Linked DNA regions of Arachis hypogaea: region 1 is linked to region 2. The links are chromatin contacts, called in public Hi-C maps. All regions are on one chromosome and are shown on one strand. The core of a region is the stretch at or near the end of the contact, and the rest is flanking DNA. Distances in the headings are between cores, read along the strand shown. Region 1 overlaps LOC112802152 (kinesin-like protein KIN-13B). Region 2 holds the start of LOC112802150 (ATPase 11, plasma membrane-type).

What was found. Hi-C and Micro-C count contacts between places; a contact is called where the count stands out from the background.
Region 1: a Hi-C map of leaf shows a contact between it and region 2, with 3 times the contacts expected there. The contact joins the enhancer-like site here to the promoter of LOC112802150 in region 2. A contact is called at or near these places in 4 of 8 Hi-C or Micro-C datasets (leaf and an unstated tissue).

What each region holds. Positions count from the first base shown.
Region 1 is chr5:97,817,185-97,821,779 of arahy.Tifrunner.gnm2.J5K5, forward strand. It overlaps LOC112802152 (kinesin-like protein KIN-13B), which reads right to left. Exons shown (of 12, transcript XM_025845245.3): 10 at 3,994-4,492; 11 at 3,845-3,910; 12 at 3,134-3,767. The coding sequence ends at 3,588. Among protein-coding and RNA genes, the nearest start is that of LOC112802152, 6.2 kb to the right of the region's middle. Within about 2 kb of position 1,692, at least 2 of the 3 cell types and tissues checked have open chromatin away from gene starts, as enhancers often do.
Region 2 is chr5:97,727,106-97,731,614 of arahy.Tifrunner.gnm2.J5K5, forward strand. It overlaps LOC112802150 (ATPase 11, plasma membrane-type), which reads right to left and starts at 2,268. Exons shown (of 10, transcript XM_072237558.1): 1 at 1,682-2,268; 2 at 1,279-1,397; 3 at 890-985; 4 at 159-299.

The DNA of each region.
Region 1 (4,595 bases), core at 442-2,941, 90 kb after region 2:
TATATAATTTTATACTTCGATCAATATCAATTCTTAGTTTTTCAAAGTTTTATTTTTTTAAAAAAAATAAAATTATTTTATATTGGATTGAGTATAGGGAGCTTGATCATATATTTAAGAAGAATGGTATATGCACCAATTTTGTATATATTTTAATGTGTTGACAATATAAAATATTTTATACGATCGTTCAATTATATTGATTCTTTTGAATGATCATTCATGCAATTAATGTAAAATGTAATTATTTTACTATTTTATACTAATGATGCATCAAAATTAAATTTATAATTTACCTTTTATATCATAAAAAATTGAATAAAAGAGATGTAAAAAAAAAAAAATTACAAACATCATTTCTGCATATTTAATAGGAAGTTGAGGTCCCCCTTTCATAATTGTGGTCATGTTTGCGAATATCAATATATCATAGACCAGAAACAGTTGTGAATATCACATGCTCCAAACATGTGTTGTCTGAGCGTATTAAGCTTCTCATAAACTAGAGAGACAATTCCCTTGTTGATCGAACTTAATAAATTAGTATTAAGTATAATATCAATCGTGTTTTTTTCTCAATGTAATCTTGCTAAGATTATTGACTCGATGGAGATCAATTCATTTACTCTATTCTAAAAGTGTGGTACTTGAGAATAAGAAGGTTTAGCTTTAGAAAAGGGTTCTTGTCTACTTAGTTTGTCTTGACTCGGGAAAAAGTTATTGATGATTCTACCAACATGCATGTTATTGTTAGTCTATTTGGTTCTGCTAAGCTATCCAAAAAATGTTGCCTACAAAAGAAAAAAAAAAATCCTTGGATTTTACATTATCTGTATTCCTATCACAATTGCTGTTGGTTCGTTAACTATTATATCATGGTTACCGGTTAGGCATTGACAAAAATGTGTCATGGAACTACTTTACCTTCTATTCAAACAAATTTAATCAGTATTCTTTAGAGTCCATATAAAGTGGCACCTTTCCCCATCTTACACCTAATGGTATGCTGGTTTTATCTCATGTTTCATCTTTAGATGTAAATTTTCTTCAACTATATTTCCTTGTAGCTCAGCTCCCAAGAAATAAAGTTCCTACTTGCTAGCCACATGTGTGATTATTGAGATGTTGTTCAAGGATTTTCGTCGTAATGTCAATTGTTTTTAGCTTCATTTTGCTGGCTTTTGTCTTGATCCTATCGTGAATGCTCCCGTGTCCCAGAGCTCTTGGAGCTTATATGCTTGTACCCCCAAAAAAATAAATAAATAAGGGGAGGGTCAGGGTAAGAGCCAGAGGGATGGGAGGAAGAAAAAGAAAATTATTTACACGAAAATGAGCTGTATTTGGAATTGAAAATGAGCCCATAATGTATGACGAAAATAGTAAAATTAAATATTAACTAATCTTAAAGAAAATATTAATACGTGTTATAACGATATGGTAATAGTTGTGAAATGAAATTTTCGAACTTAAATTATGCCAAAAATTTCAGATTCATAATGAGCCGACTTTAGTTCATGGACAAGTGCCAAAGTGTAAGTACACATATAACAGGGATTTGAGGCCAAACTGAAAAAGAAGGGTAGATGCTTTATTTACGGCTAGCAAGAGCCCCCCATAAACGATGTCCACCTAAACCTGAGCAAGGTCATCATCAAGGGTGACACAGACAACGAGCATAATAACAAAATGGAGCAGAACGAAATTTCATTGGCCAGATCAAAGCGTTTCTTTTCAGCACCGTGTCTCTTGCACACAACAACAGGTGGCAGTGCCAAAATACTTTGTGATCAATGCTCCACCACAATATGTGATTCTGCTCCATTGTCTTGGTATGGTAATAAGTAATAACTAACAATTATCAATGAATAAAAGGATAAAATCACTATTTTACCTTTCAAAAGATTCAACCAACGAGCTTTTAACTCACATGACATTTGTCCCCTTTTCCAGTATAGAGGTTTCGGATCAGAGCCTCTCTTAATGTAATAAAACAAAAAAAACACTATTTTACCTTTCAAATGATTCATTTATTAAAAAATGTTTAAAAGAATAATAAATACCTCATAGTAAATATTTGGTTTGTCTTACAAATTCATTCAAGGTAAAAATTTTGTAAGTAAACTAAAACTTGAAGTGTGAAAATAGACAAATGACCTAAGACCCAAATGAAACATAACCTTTTATATAACAACTATTTTGACAAATAAATTAATCTTTCAAGGATTAACATGATAATTTACTTTGGATAACAGTAGTTTATAAGGAATGACACATCACCAGATTTTGAGAACAAAAGGACAGTAATTTGGTGGGCACTGAAGGTGTCCACTTGGGGCTGTGCAGCTATCATGGTCAAGGTGTTACTTATTATGACACATTTGACATTGTCAAAACGACCTGTACTACTGTAGTGACACAACAAAAGTTGTGTGCTTTGAATTTTGAAAGCAACAGGGCACGGGTGTTGTGGGACAGGTGTCAAGGGAGACAACGAAGGAATTCAATTACAATTTTGCAAGTTAGATTAGGGCAACATCATCAGAGTTAACAAGGATCAAGGGTGACCCTACCCTTAACCAATGGATATTATTTGCGTATGCATAGAAATATTGAAAAAGATTTTGTGATGCATGCAACAGTTGCAATCTGCAATCTGCATCTCCCAACGAAGTATTATAAATCCAGAGATTGTGACTTTAGATTTTGGCATGAAGTAAGCTGTTATCTAGAACTCCTCATTCAAGTCATCATCCCTAAAATGAGTCAACTTAGAAAAATACGCACATTGACATCTACTGAGGCAAATCGAAGATGATCAAAGGATCTAGATGTGCTCCCCAATGGCCTTCCATATTTTATTTCCAGTATTTGGCCATTCACTTGTCAGCACAAGATCACTAGACAACCAGAACCAGTTTGTTTTGGTTTCTATTTTCGTTCTTAATATTTTCGATTTTTAGAATTGTGTGAACAAAGTGAATATCATAAAATTTTATCTTATTTTCACTTCTTTCACAAATTTCTAAAAAAGAAAATACAAAAAATGAAACCAAAAGTACTTCTACTTTTCCCTTAATACAAAACTGACCCTGGGTTTCATATTATCATAAAAGTAAGGGAAAGATAAGGGGGATACATTGAATGTGATATAGTATATAACAAGACACGATGACAAGTATGCCATGGTCAAAATCCATCAAGGAAGACGGTACATAAATTAAAAAATACAATAATATAAATTAAGAATAAAGATTCAACTATTCAAGGTTGCAAGACTAGCAACCCCCAACAGGGAATTCGACTGTATAATGTACACTCCTCGGATTGCGAAAATTGTGGATGCCCATCTGCATACCGTTCAATTCATTTCAAGCCACAGTAGTGGCTTGTCTGAGGATTTAGGGCAAAGAACAAAGACAAAGACAAGGGTGATTCCCATTTCTGAACTCCAGAACCACAATAATCTTGTGAACATTCTTAACTAAAACACATGAGAAACAATCCACTGCAGTGAAGATCTCAGCAACAATAAGTGAAAAGTATTGCACATCCACAAGACAAACACACCAAGCATGACCTCATTAACACTATAAGTTACCAGGAGACATGAAAACGTTATACTCATTTAAGCGTCTCTGAAATTGAGCCAACTGCGTCTGCAATTGAAGGATTCCTGCAGCCTTTTGTGACAAAATGGTATTCAATTTAGTAATGTAATCATCCAAATGATTTCCTGGTTGGTCAGCTTCAACAAGCAAATTCATCTCCTGCATAAAAATTGCATTAAAGCAAACAACCAAGCTAGGCAACTCACTGAACTAAGGTATCAGAGATTCATACACACCTCCTTAACAATGTCTATTGTTTCCTCCACTTGTCTCCGATGAGCAGTTACAAGATCTTCCTCTTCCTAATCACCAAGCAAAATAAGCACCATTCAGTACTTCAATAGTCGCAAATATTATATCAAAATATGGCATAAAATAAACATACCTTCAATAGGGCATTTAAATCATCATCAGGAACAGAATGATTAGCCTCAAATTGTGGCGGATTTACATGTTTAACACACGATTCTATCTTCCTCTTGTCCTCCAAACTAGATAACTGGCTGCCATCCACCCTCTTATTAGTTTTTCTTATTCTGTCTTGTTCATATATTGGTCCTGGATAATCAATTCCATTTTCAGCTTTGTCATTTTGACTGCCTCTTTGGCCTCTTTGTAAATCAGAAAACACAGATGGTGCCAAATTTCCACCAGTCCTACCACTTGGAACACGATCCACAATCATTGGAGGAGAAGGTTCTCTTTCAAGTTGTTTGGACCAACCAAATCGGTTCTTCTCATTATATACATTGGTTGCTTCATCCTCAAAGGTATCATCCTGAGATAAAATTGAAGACCCAGAATTCAATACAGTTGAGTCTCTAACATTTGACGAAGAAACAGGATCCCTTTTGGAGTTGTTCCCTTTTGACAGGCTCTTTACCCTGGAGTATGACAGTCCATTAGTATATTATTGTCATTTTGGTATTTGATATAATCTGATCAACCACTTCCTTATCGGAAACTTTTCAAAGTTCAAACTACATA
Region 2 (4,509 bases), core at 1,018-3,517:
GCAAATGTTTTCCCCCAATTCAAATTCAGAATAAATGAACATTTGGTTCTTAGTTTTGACTCATAATTATTTAGCACTGAACTTTATGCACTGATATTATTTTCAGTTTAATCACACACGCCGTCAGCATCTCTATAGGTCAAAGAAGAGCCACACACCTTATTCTTCACTGAATAAGACCTATGACCATGGCTCCAGTGTGTTCCACGCACATTTTCTACCCATACATCAAAACCTTGATCTGCAAGGATGAAGCTCAATGATTGTTCAGGAGTATTTAGAAACCATGCATCACCTTCCTGATCACGTCAAATAGCATCAACATATCAAAATGGAGATTCAATCAGATTGTTTAAAACTTCAAAAGGGACTTCACTAAAGCCTGAACAAGTAAACTTGTAACATTAATCTATATATATATAGTACCAGTTGGTGGGAGAATATTAGAAGAAGATGATAAAAGGGCAAAGCATGCCTGAAGCAATCAAAGAGATACTTGTTGTTGATGATCCACAAATATCATCATCAGATTCATCAAAAACCAAGGATAATTTCATTAGGGACTTTGATATAAAGCCTAATGTCATATTATATCACTCCCACAAGTAGAAGCAAAAGCACAATTTGGTTATTGCACTACATGAATTAGAAAGGAAGTAGAGAGACAAGTATAAAGGTTCATGAATCTTTCTATTTTCAATCAAGCAAATTCTAAAATCAAAGAAAGAAACAGTATCCTTCTTACAGAAGTAAAATAGTATCATGTTTCAATTTGATATTCAGAGCTTAATCAGAACAAAAAAGAGAAAGGAAAAGGAAAGCAAAGAGAACAAGGAAAGGGGATGCAATGAGAAAAGTGAATGGAATTGACTATGGACTAGCGAATTACCTGCATGCGCGAACAATAAGTGAGGAGAACATCCCAACTGATCCATCGCCAATGCCTAGCCTTTTCTGTTCTAGTGCAGCCACTTCGACTTTGTTCCTTAATATTTGATAGAATAATAATAAACACCCTGTATTGATCCTAGTAACCGCACAAAATTATTTTTTTTAGTTAAAACTTAATTCATCCATCCTAAATTCCTAATTATACTTTCTTCGTAAGAGTGAGTTTGTTTTTTTTAGACCTGACAAGAAAGAAAGCAAGTATTAAGTATACTATGCACATTCTCTTCATGTCTCAGCTTTCTCTTCAATTTATCAACCTGTCAAGTTTGAAAACATTAATTTACTCTATGTACTGAAAATTTATTTCACTAATAAATTATCACATACATCTTGTATCAAAGCCATTTTCCTTTCTTGATTTGATCGACGCCCATTTTTCTGTGCAGCCATTGCTTTGCTCCTTCTACTTTCCATCTTGTCCTACTTTGCACATTCAGAGATAGAATCTTTGAAAAGCAGCAAAAAGAAAGAACTAGCTTGAGTCTCTGATATGTTTCTTATGACAAGTAAAAGAACCAAGCTTCCACTTTCCAGATTCGGATAATATTCAAAAGAGGAAGAGAAATTCTATCTACATACTATAGTTAAAGTAGTTTAAGCATTGAAATCAAAACTCTTTTAGTGTATAGTGTATAACTGATTCTATCTTACAAATTGCCTAAACCTAGCTAAAACTGGCGCAGAAAAATTGAGCCCTAAGATTTATCGGCATAATTTAAACAATGCATACCTAAATCAGCGTAATTTAAACAGCTACTGATAGTTGCTCTGGTTCTCTTTGGAGCAGGAACGATTGGGATCGGGTCGAATTCCATCGATTTGCTTGCGACAGAGCGCGATAGAGCAGCAACGGTGATAGAGCAGCGACGGAAACAAAGCGTGACGACCTTGAGTCTGAAACGCCCGCGAGAGAAGCGATATACAGGAGAGATAGAGAGAGGTCGACGGCGAGACCAGCCGTGAGAGAGGTGAGACTCAGTGAGCTTGAGGGTGAGAATGGCGAGAGAAGAGCGAAGAAACTCAAAGGAGGGTTAGGGGTTCTTCATCGCGGTTAGGGGTTCTTCGACGGAGGCATTGCAAGCGCCGGCGACCGGCGACGTTCTTCGTGGTGGTTAGGGGTTTTTCGTGAGGCACAATGAAGAGACGGTTAGGGTACAGTGAGGCACAATGAAGACAGGTTAGGGTTAGCTAGGTTAATCGTCTTCCTGAGGCACGATGAAGACGGTGTTCATCTTCATGGAATGCTTTGTAAATGGAGTCGAGAGAGAGAGAGAGGGGGTAGATTAGGTTAGAGTTATTTGTGAAAGGTGCTCGAGAGAGACAGGGGGTAGATTAGGTATAAGTTTTTTTTTCGGCGGAAAGTTTTAAATTACAGACGGATTTTCCGTCTGTAATAATTTAATAAAATGCGCGTTTTGCCAGCTTAATTACAGATGGAAAATCTGTCTGTAACCATTCTGCGAAAAAAATTAATTTTTCTGACGGAATTATAGACGGATTTTCTTTTCCGTCTGTAATTTATACTAATCTATTTTTTTTGTTTTCCGACAAAAAAATCCCTCTGAAATTCCATCTGTATTTCAGTGGGATAAAATCCGTCGGAAATATCCGTCTGTAATAACTAGTTTTCTAGTAGTGTTATTAGATAGATGCCATATAATTTCCCAACTCAGGTTTAATCGATTTACAGAACACTCTCTCTATTTTACATGGAGGTGATTAGTGTGACGTGTCAGGTTTAATGATACACGTCGCTTCCAAAACACACTAGTCTCTGTACACATGGCCAAAACGATATCGTTTTATGACTACTCCAAAGGACGTCATTTTGAATGGGACAGACTAATCCCCAATTTTTGGCCTGAAAATTTTATAAAATTAGGATTTGTCTTTCAACTCTCTCCTAACGTAATCTATAACTGATCTCTCTTCTGTATTCGACCAAGACCATTATAGATTGAGGGAAGTTAATTGGTGATGGTGATGGGAGGCAGCACGTCGATAACAAGTAGGTGTCGTGGTGGGAGATTTGACAGCGCTAGATTGAGCGTTGAAAGCACCACTTTTGGCGGTAAGAGACATTTTAAAAAAGAAGAACACCTTAAGTGCAAGTGTGAGATGTATGTTATAATCACCTAGTCGCAGATAGTGAAGAATTCAAATAGAGTTTTCTTTGGGTGTCCTTACTTTAAGGTATTTGTAGGTTTTATTTAATGTGAAGATCTTAATTTCGAAGAAATATATTAAGAATTAGTTGGTGATTGTTGGATGTGTTATTATATATGCTGAAAAATCAACCACATTGTGTTTTTTTCGCTGGTTTGACGACAATTTTGGTTATGTGAATGACGGCATAGCAGATCGAAATGAATTGGCTTATTTGAATAATTATTTGGATGGTGCAGGTTTACATAGTGGTTTAGATGAGAGAGTTAAGGTATTGGAAGAACTAATATTTGAGGAAAAAAATGATAATGTTGTTAAAGAATATGAAATTTTTGCCTTTGTTAGTGGTTTGATATTATGGGTATTTGTAGTTGTTTTTTGTTGTAGCTTTAGCGGAGTTTAGAGTTGTAAATTTAGTTGTTCTTTCAAATGATCTAATAACTTATAACATATGGAATGACTATAATGATATTTTGGTGAATGTGACATTGTACATGTAATCCCAAATTATAAGATAAGCAATATATGAATTAAGGATATACTATTCTGTATGTAAACTCAAAAAGATATAAAGTATCTAAACTATAGATAATAAAGTATCTTAAAATAGAGTAGCTCATAAAGACATAGAAACCATAGAAGTGTATCTCATAAAATCATAGATAATAAAATATCTTAAAATAGAGTATGTTAAACAAATAACTTAAACCTTAAGCAAGAGAATCTTAAACAACAAAATATGACCATAAACTATTAGCCAAATGTAATACCCTATCACACAGAATCTTATGCTTAAGTCATAAAGTTAAAGTGGCAAGGTATTACAACTTCTAAAAGTAAAAATATATAATAATAGTTGAAAGGAATTTTCACTAGAAGCCTGTGAAGAAGAGTTAAGTAAAGCGTTAAACGGAAAATTGCATCACTCACGTAAACGATAACTAGGAGAGAAGAATTCCAAAGATACATATAGCAAGGCTTTTGACTCGGCTCGCGAAGCTAGAACTGGCCAAAGCAAATATATACATATACATATATATAACCCAAAAGAGTAACCCAACTATATGATAAAACACCTATTTCTCCAAGTCAACCTCTAGGAGGGACAAAATACAAAATACAAGGGTGGAGAATCTATATACGTATATATACAAAGCATAAAACAAAATATCGACCACTGGGGTGCATCTCGACCTGCATCTGAAAAACAACAACAATATCGTATGGGGTGAGAACCAGGGGTTCTCAACATGGTAAAGGTGCCAACATATATAATAAATAAGGTCTCGAAAAAACCAGAGACAATCCTATAACACCAACACCTAGATTATAAAACTTAAGGATTCAAAACAGAAACCATAAGCAGGGGTAGATATCTAAGGTTCTAAAGTT